2 separate regions of the Mus musculus genome follow, and region 1 is linked to region 2. The links are chromatin contacts, called in public promoter capture Hi-C maps. All regions are on one chromosome and are shown on one strand. Each heading gives the region's core, a stretch centred on a gene start, on an enhancer-like site or on the middle of the called end of the contact. The rest is flanking DNA. Distances are from core to core; before and after follow the strand shown. Region 1 overlaps Dync1h1 (dynein cytoplasmic 1 heavy chain 1). Region 2 overlaps Dync1h1 (dynein cytoplasmic 1 heavy chain 1).

Region 1 (3,746 bases), core at 596-3,095, 42 kb after region 2:
TGTTCCCAGCTACCTCCTCCTATGGAGAACGCTCTGAGAGCTTGCCTGTTGTCTGGGAGGAGGTGACCATGAGAAGGTGGGGGTGTCCATGGACAGTAGGAAGTGAGCGGCTGTGACATGGATTTAGTGTGAAGATGAGTGTCTGGTCTGGAGGCTGAGCGGCTCCCTGTGGGGTTGGATGCAGTCTCTCCAGCACACAGGCTGATTGGTTCTCAGTGCTGGTGTCACTTGACCCAGCGCTTCCCTAAGCCCTGTACCCATCAACACTGTCAAGAACCAGGGCATTGCCCAGCTTCTCCACCTTTCTTTGCACAGTCCAGAGAGCAGGGAGCCTCAGCAGCCTGGGCATCAATTCCCAAGTGTGAGGGACAGGCCTAGCACCAGTGTGCTTTTAGTAACGTGGCATTTGTGTGAGCAGAGTTCAGAAGAGTCCCAGTGGCCATCACAAACCCCTAGCAGGGTCTGCCTTTAGGCTGAGTGAGGCTTCTGAGGCCTGCAGGCTACAGCCTCACAGCACACAACCAGGCCATTGGGTCTGGCTTTGTCTTAATTGCCCTGGGGTAGACGTGTGGCACGAGGACAGCCTACAGGCTGCCGTGGTGAGCTGATGGTCAAACAGCTCTTGGCCTGTCCACTGAAGTCCTCCCCACCCGGGCCTGGCCTAGGCGTGGACATGATCAGCAAGATGCTGAAGATGCAGATGCTGGAGGACGAGGATGACCTGGCCTACGCAGAGACGGAGAAGAAGGCAAGGACGGACTCCACCTCCGATGGCCGTCCAGCCTGGATGAGGACACTGCACACCACGGCGTCCAACTGGCTGCACCTCATCCCACAGACACTGAGCCCCCTGAAGCGCACCGTGGAGAACATCAAGGTAGCTGGGCTGGGCTCAGCGTGCTGCTCCCCAGGCAGGCAGATCTCTGAGTTCGAGGCTAGCTTGGTCTACAGAGTGAGTTCCAGGATAGCCAGGGCTATATAGAGAAACCCTGTCTCGAAAACCCAAAATACAAAAAAAAAAGAATGGCCACCGCTTTAATTAAACTCTTTGAAAGCTGTGATCTGAGAGGGGCAGAGAAATTCATCAGGCCAGGGCCACACTGCACTCTGGCCAGCTCCCAAAAAGGTCTGGTCAAAAGCTCTGGTGCTGCTCCCAGGTGTGCCTTGTCTCTGCACAGAGCCCGTCCTTAGCCCTCTTCTCTCTGGCTTTAGGATCCTTTGTTTAGGTTCTTTGAGAGAGAAGTAAAGATGGGGGCCAAGTTACTCCAAGATGTGCGCCAAGATCTTGCTGACGTCGTTCAAGTGTGCGAGGGGAAAAAGAAGCAGACAAACTACCTGCGCACGCTCATCAATGAGCTGGTGAAAGGTGCTGATGGGGTGTGCGGCTGGGAGCTGGTCTGCCACTGTCCACACCCCATGTGCGGGCACACTGCAGTCCCCAGGCCACACGTGTCTCTTTCAGGCTTCCTCAATAGTGGGGGTCTTAGCAACGCCCCTGGTTTTCCCTAGGTTTTCCACAGGCAGCTCCTGTGACTTTCAGGGTTAATGCAGTGAAGAGGACAGAGGGGTGGGCGGGGCCTGGTCCAGACACACTGCACGCTGCAACACCTCTAAGCAGGCACCCCACACTACTGAGACAGCTTTGCCCAGGGCCTTCCTGGTTGTGGACAGAACACCAGGCGCAGCCAGGAGAGCGGGCTGTGGTGTGCAGATGCTGCCAGCCTGAGCCACGTCTGCAGAGGGGGACTTGGCAGAACTAGTGCTGAGGCCTGCGGCTCTCTTCCTTGCTGCAGGGATCTTGCCTCGGAGCTGGTCCCATTACACAGTGCCTGCAGGCATGACTGTGATCCAGTGGGTGTCAGATTTCAGCGAGAGGATCAAACAGCTGCAGAACATCTCACAAGCAGCTGCATCTGGTGGTGCCAAGGAACTGAAGGTGGGCATGCATGGCCCGGGGTAGGGGGGTAGGGTCAGGAGTGGCACTGATTGTCCTGGACTTGGGTAGAAAGTGTTCTTTCTCGATGGCACTAAGGACAACCAGGGCCTGTACCTGACCTGCTCTCCTTTCCACCGCACTGTTTGCACAGAACATCCACGTGTGCCTGGGTGGCCTGTTTGTACCTGAGGCCTACATCACTGCCACCAGACAGTATGTGGCACAAGCTAACAGCTGGTCCCTGGAGGAACTCTGCCTGGAAGTCAATGTCACCGCCTCACAGAGTGCCACCCTTGATGCCTGCAGCTTTGGAGTCACAGGTGAGCTGGCGTCTGATCTCTCAGCCTGGCCTTTCTGTGAAACCTGTTTCCAAATGAATGTACCCAAAGTGTCTGGGCAGAGCCGCCCAGCTGAGCCTGTGGGTGTCCTGGAAGCCGAGCTGTGTGGCTCTGTATGGCTTCAGCCCCTTCTCCACATCTCCTCACAGGTCTGAAGCTCCAAGGGGCCACGTGCAGCAACAACAAGCTATCACTCTCCAATGCCATCTCCACAGTCCTCCCCCTCACACAGCTGCGCTGGGTGAAACAAACAAGCGCCGAGAAGAAGGCCAGCGTGGTAAGTGTCGTGGCCTCGCTCTTTGGCTCTGCCGTGCTGGGACTCTACTTGTGTGCAAACAACTGCACCCCAGCCCTGGACCCCCATGGGAGCTTGTCCCTAGAGCTGATGAACAGTAAAGTCCCTCTGTCTGTCTCACAGGTGACCTTACCTGTCTACCTGAACTTCACCCGGGCAGACCTCATCTTCACCGTGGACTTTGAAATTGCTACAAAGGAAGATCCTCGCAGCTTCTATGAGCGTGGAGTTGCCGTTCTGTGCACTGAGTAAAGCTAGACTTTTCTCCAGTCCTCTTTCTGGAATAGGAAACTCCCAATATTTAACCTTCATTCATCCTTAACGGTGTGGAAGGGTTGATGGACTGGAAAGCAAGTGGTTGGTTCGCGTTGGCGGGTGACAGGTGCTGCGGTTGGAGACGGTGGGATGGGAGAAGAGAAGAGTGCGCTGTCCGAGGGCTGACCGAATGGCTGGGTTTAGTAAATAAAACACTAAGCATGACGGGCTCCCGCCTCTTGCCGCTCTGCTCAGTCTGCTGTGGGAATCCTTGCGTCCCAGCCCACCTCACCTTTGTCACCGTGGTCACAGATGCAGAAGCAACAGGGTGAGACCAGGAAAGCTGCACCTCCTCCCTGAGGCCTGGCAGCAACTCTGTTCGTGACTGACACCCCTATCCCTGGGGACCTTCTCTCTCTCAGACCTAAGCCCTGCCACCAGTCCATCCTCCCACACTTCCTTTCCACATGACCTGTGGTGAGAGAGTGGCCTCGTCCCACAGGAAGGGTGACAATTAGCCTGGTCCTAGCAACTCAGGATCTCTAAATCCCTCTGACTGTGTGGTACAGGGTGGGCAGAGGCTGTTGTCGTAGCTGTTAAGGACTCCTTAGCACAGAGAGGCACTGTCCTAACTCCCTTCTCTGGGAGAAGACACAGCAGGTTCCTCTGCAGGAGGAAAAGCCTGTGTTCTCTTAAGGAACCTAGGGGTGGTGCAGGTGACACGGCACCCACGGCTTCTTGCTCCGTCCAAACACCTCAGAGGATATTGCCTGAGTCTGTGGGGATCGCTGAGACCACGAAGATCACCCCAGCCCAATAACTAGACTTCTGCTCCCAGAATACCAGCCTATCCCCAACCCCTCCTACAATCAGAGGGATCGTTCTGGACAGTGGCCACCAGCCCTGTTGTCCTCCCTGGCAG
Region 2 (3,982 bases), core at 534-3,033:
CGGGGCCTCCAGGCACATGCCCTCTGACCAGGTCTTACTTGGGACTCTGATGCCACTTCTCAGGGTGAGTCATGTAATGAGCCCTGTGCGTGTCTCTTTCTCCTCGGGGGTTCCCGGGTTGCATGTTCTAAGGGAAAGCTTCGCATTTGCAGCCTTCCTCGTCTCTCAAAGTTTCCTCCATCAGCTGCTTTGGTTTTTAAACAAGATCTCTCTGTGGAGCCTTTGCTCTCTTGGACCTCCCTGTGTAGACCAAGTTTGCCTCAAACTCCTAGAGATTCTCTGCCTCTGCCTTCTGAGCACTTGTGTTAAAGGCGCCTGCCACTGTGCCTGGCCTGTGAGCTTTGATAATCTCAGTTCCTACTCCATTGCTGTGTTGTCTGATTTTGGATATAGGGTATCCCTGGGTAGTCCCACCTGACCTCAGCTTCAGCCTCCTGAGCTCCTGCCTGCAGGCTGACTTATCAGCACGTAGCTGCTCTTAACTTAATTTGTAGATCCCCGCTGACAAGTTTAAGGCAAATCCTGGATTCTAGTCTTCCTGGTACCCTTCTAGAGTCAAAGGAAAACCTGAAAGGCCATTTAATCCATAATGTTGGCTGATGTCACTTTTAAGTAGGATCAGTGGCTTCAAATAAAAAGATTCCATAACACTGCCATGCAGACTGTCCTAGAATTTAGTAATTCTGCTAGAAACACGCCTTTTCAAATCAAAGAATAAAATAAATTTAGTTTTCTTTTACATGTCTGAGTGTTTGCCTGAATGTGTGTCTGTTCATCAGGAGTGAGTCTCTTTCTGTGTAGGCCAGAAAAAATAATTGGATTCCCTAGGTGCTGAGAACTGAACCCGGGTCCTCTGGAAGAGCAGCCAGTGCTCAGGACCACTGGGCTATCTCTGCAGCCCCCAAACACACCTTTTTTACCTTGTGACTTTGAACATAAATGTCACTCTTCAAGGGTTTTATTTGTGGTGTGTTTGTGCACACACACTCTTTCACATTTCTCACAGTGAGAAAGTGGAGCTCAAAGCACACCCTGCAATTTAGGTATCTACCTCTTCACTTTTTAAGTTCATTCTGGGGATTGAACTCAAGACATCAGGCGTGGTGGCAAATGCCTACCGAGCCATCTCCTAGTCCCTGTAGTATGTTTTGCCCAGCTAATCAAAACCAAACTGAGCTTTGGTTTCTGTCCCAGGCATCTAGATATAGTCTTTGGGGTCCTCTTTGTCAGTTCTGTGTATAAGGCTTTGCATTGTCTTGTTCCTCTCCAAGCTGAAGCTGGACAGGCGATAGCTGCCCTGTGTGCGGACACCAGCGCTGTTGACCCAGCTCTGCTCTGACACAGCCGTCTCCACACTCATGCGTGCAGCCTGCTTTCCATCTCCTGTCCCGAGGCCAGGACTTGGTGCTGTGCTTGCTCCCATGGGTTGCTTCCTCTCCTTGCTTCTCCTCTTGTCCTTCTTTCCACCCAACCCAGAAGTCATGTGTCACCCTGATTTCTGTCATTGATGTCTTTAAAGTTCATCCTGCTCTGTTGTCTTTTTTTTAAAAAATAAAATCAATGTTCAATTTCCTAAATGAATACCCAGGAGCCAGACACTGTGGTGAAAGCCTGCTTACTCAGAGAGGCACCCAGCTGACCACTGTCCACTGCCATCCCAGAAGGAAATGCCCCTTCCCCATCTCCTCTGTGTTTAACACCCTGAATTCAGCTCAGTCCCCCTCCTTGCTACTTCCTTATACTGGTCAACTGGTTGCTAGCCAACTCGCCTCCTGACTGTCGCTGACTGTAGTTAATCCTGTTTACAGAGAGCTCTTAGGATGAACAGTGTGCACTCGGGCTGAGCTGCACCACAGCAAAGCTTTTCGTGTTCACAATCTTGGAGTTCACAATGTGGTCAGATGCCCTGCAGCATCGGGCATTTCTGTTCTACCACGGTTACTGTTCCCACTGTACCCCAGAAGCCACCGATGCCTTGCCTTACTAATGTTGCCTCCTGCTGTTCTCTCCACCCCTATGGTCAGTCTTCATTTCGGGGTAACGGCCTCTGTGGGTCCTCTAACAGCCTGCCATCTCGCTGTAGTCTTCCTGTCCAGGGGCCTTTCTGGCCTGCTTTCCCTCCTGGCTCTGCTCAGGCCTCACTGGGCTCTTGCTGGCCCTCAGCCCTGCAGGCTGCTTTTGCTCCCTGGGCTTTTGCATGAGGCGTTCTCTGCTCACAGCCCCAGCGAGCAAACGTCCCTTCCATCCTTGCCAGTCTTTGTCACAGACCACCTCTGGTAAAGCCTTTTCTGGTTTTCTGTTGAGGGGACAACCAGCAATAGGCGTGTAACTCAGTGGTAGATTTTCTAACATGCCAAGGCCCTCTGTTCAATGCCCTCTGCTATAAACAATGAATTAGAGTACAGCCAGTCCCTGCCCTTCCCCTGTACTCCCTCCCTCTCTCCTACTCACTCTACGTAGACTTCCATCCTATATGACAATGTCCTTTGTCTCTCATCTATAAAATGTGACTTCGGATGAGTGGAGTGCCTGCTTGTTGTATTAGGTGGGGCCGAGCTGTAGCAGTGCTCAGGCAGTTGAGGTGAACTGAGGGTTCCTTGTGTTCTTCAGCTTCTCTTACCTTGTGCCAGTTTGTGGTTATTCTCCAGTTCCCTTTATTGGTTTACTGAGTTAAATATAATCCGGTTCCTTGTTACTTATGGCTAAGGAAAATATCTCTTAATGCTTTTTGATGGTGACATTTTTTAGTCATTCTAGTAAGTAAAAGGTGACTAGGTTAGCACTGTGTGCACTGTTGGACAGTCGTGTCTGGCTCTGGTCGGTCAGGTGGGAGTGCATTACGAGTTGACGGAGGAAGAGAAGTTCTATCGGAATGCACTGACAAGGATGCCCGACGGCCCTGTCGCCCTGGAAGAGTCCTACTCTGCGGTCATGGGCATAGTGACTGAAGTTGAGCAGTATGTTAAGGTAAGACACCCTGATTCCATCCAGTGCCATGGCCATGCTCTCCTAGACATGAAGAGTATGAGAGGTGCCCGGGTGTGGCTCAGGGCTCAGTGGGTTTAATTGCCAGCACCACCAAGAGAGCGAGAGAGAGAGAGAGAGAGAGAGAGAGAGAGAGAGAGAGAGAGAGAGAGAGAGAATGAGAATGAGAATGAGAATGAATGAATACTGTGAAGCTAATGGGTCCTGATAGGTAATACGGCTCAGCAGGCAGTGTTTGCTTTATTTATTTGCTTATCTCTTTATCCACCTGCTGTTTGTTTATGTTGAGACAAGGCCTTATTCCTTATTCTAGCCCTACCTGGCCTGTAGTTACTTGCTTTTAAACCAGGCTGACCAGAACCTGGAATTTTTTCATCTCCTGAGACCTGTGGATTACACATGTGTGTCCCACACCTGACTCTGTGTAGCTTGCTGTTACTATGTAGCTTTGGCTGGTCTGGAGCTCTGTAGACCAGATGCCCTGTGTCTGCCTCACAGTGCTAGGATTAAGGTGTGTTCCACCACACCCAGCAATACTTGTTTATTTTAAGCCAAAGGGTGAATAGTAGGATAAATCTTATGTTGTCTTAACTATGGTTTTCAAGAAAAGTAAAATTTTCCTTTTTGCTAAATAAATTCCAAGACTTTGAAGTGAGGTTCTCTAATGGTGTGAAGACATGGACTGTTGACATGGTGGGTTCTAGCATATTAATAGTCTACAGCACTGCAGACTAGAATTGAGCTGTGTTTCCTTTGCAGGTTTGGCTTCAGTACCAGTGTTTGTGGGATATGCAGGCAGAAAACATTTACAACAGGCTAGGGGAAGATCTCAACAAGTGGCAAGCTCTCCTGGTCCAGATAAGGAAAGCCAGAGGAACCTTTGACAATGCGGAAACCAAGAAAGAGTTTGGTCCGGTGGTGATAGATTACGGCAAGGTGAGCTTGGCTTGTTGTCAAAAGGCACCAGGCAGCCGTAAGATCAGTATTGGTGTTTGGC

What was found. Capture Hi-C pulls out chosen DNA fragments and counts their contacts.
Region 1: a promoter capture Hi-C map of pancreatic islet shows a contact between it and region 2. The contact joins two enhancer-like sites. A contact is called at or near these places in 22 of 39 promoter capture datasets (the 3T3-L1 cell line, 3T3-L1-derived adipocytes, the C10 cell line and 12 more), 2 of 15 datasets of contacts at CTCF or cohesin (the NIH/3T3 cell line and embryonic stem cells), 200 of 484 Hi-C or Micro-C datasets (2-cell-like embryonic stem cells, the 3T3-L1 cell line, 3T3-L1-derived adipocytes and 94 more), 29 of 115 datasets of contacts at active chromatin or transcription factors (the 230-238 cell line, the HPC-7 cell line, the NIH/3T3 cell line and 15 more) and 5 of 9 other capture datasets (adipose tissue, embryonic stem cells, embryonic tail and 2 more).

Annotation. Positions count from the first base shown.
Region 1 is chr12:110,663,871-110,667,616 of GRCm38.p6, forward strand. It overlaps Dync1h1 (dynein cytoplasmic 1 heavy chain 1), which reads left to right. Exons shown (of 77, transcript NM_030238.2): 72 at 666-877; 73 at 1,213-1,366; 74 at 1,794-1,936; 75 at 2,088-2,256; 76 at 2,424-2,551; 77 at 2,693-3,074. The coding sequence ends at 2,821. Among named protein-coding and RNA genes, the nearest start is that of 1700001K19Rik, 17 kb to the right of the region's middle. Within about 2 kb of position 1,846, at least 11 of the 459 cell types and tissues checked have an H3K27ac peak or open chromatin away from gene starts, as enhancers often do. A contact at or near this core is called in pancreatic islet, where this site is marked.
Region 2 is chr12:110,621,683-110,625,664 of GRCm38.p6, forward strand. It overlaps Dync1h1 (dynein cytoplasmic 1 heavy chain 1), which reads left to right. Exons shown (of 77, transcript NM_030238.2): 12 at 2,827-2,967; 13 at 3,745-3,921. Among named protein-coding and RNA genes, the nearest start is that of Gm35558, 15 kb to the left of the region's middle. Within about 2 kb of position 1,784, at least 5 of the 459 cell types and tissues checked have an H3K27ac peak or open chromatin away from gene starts, as enhancers often do. A contact at or near this core is called in pancreatic islet, where this site is marked.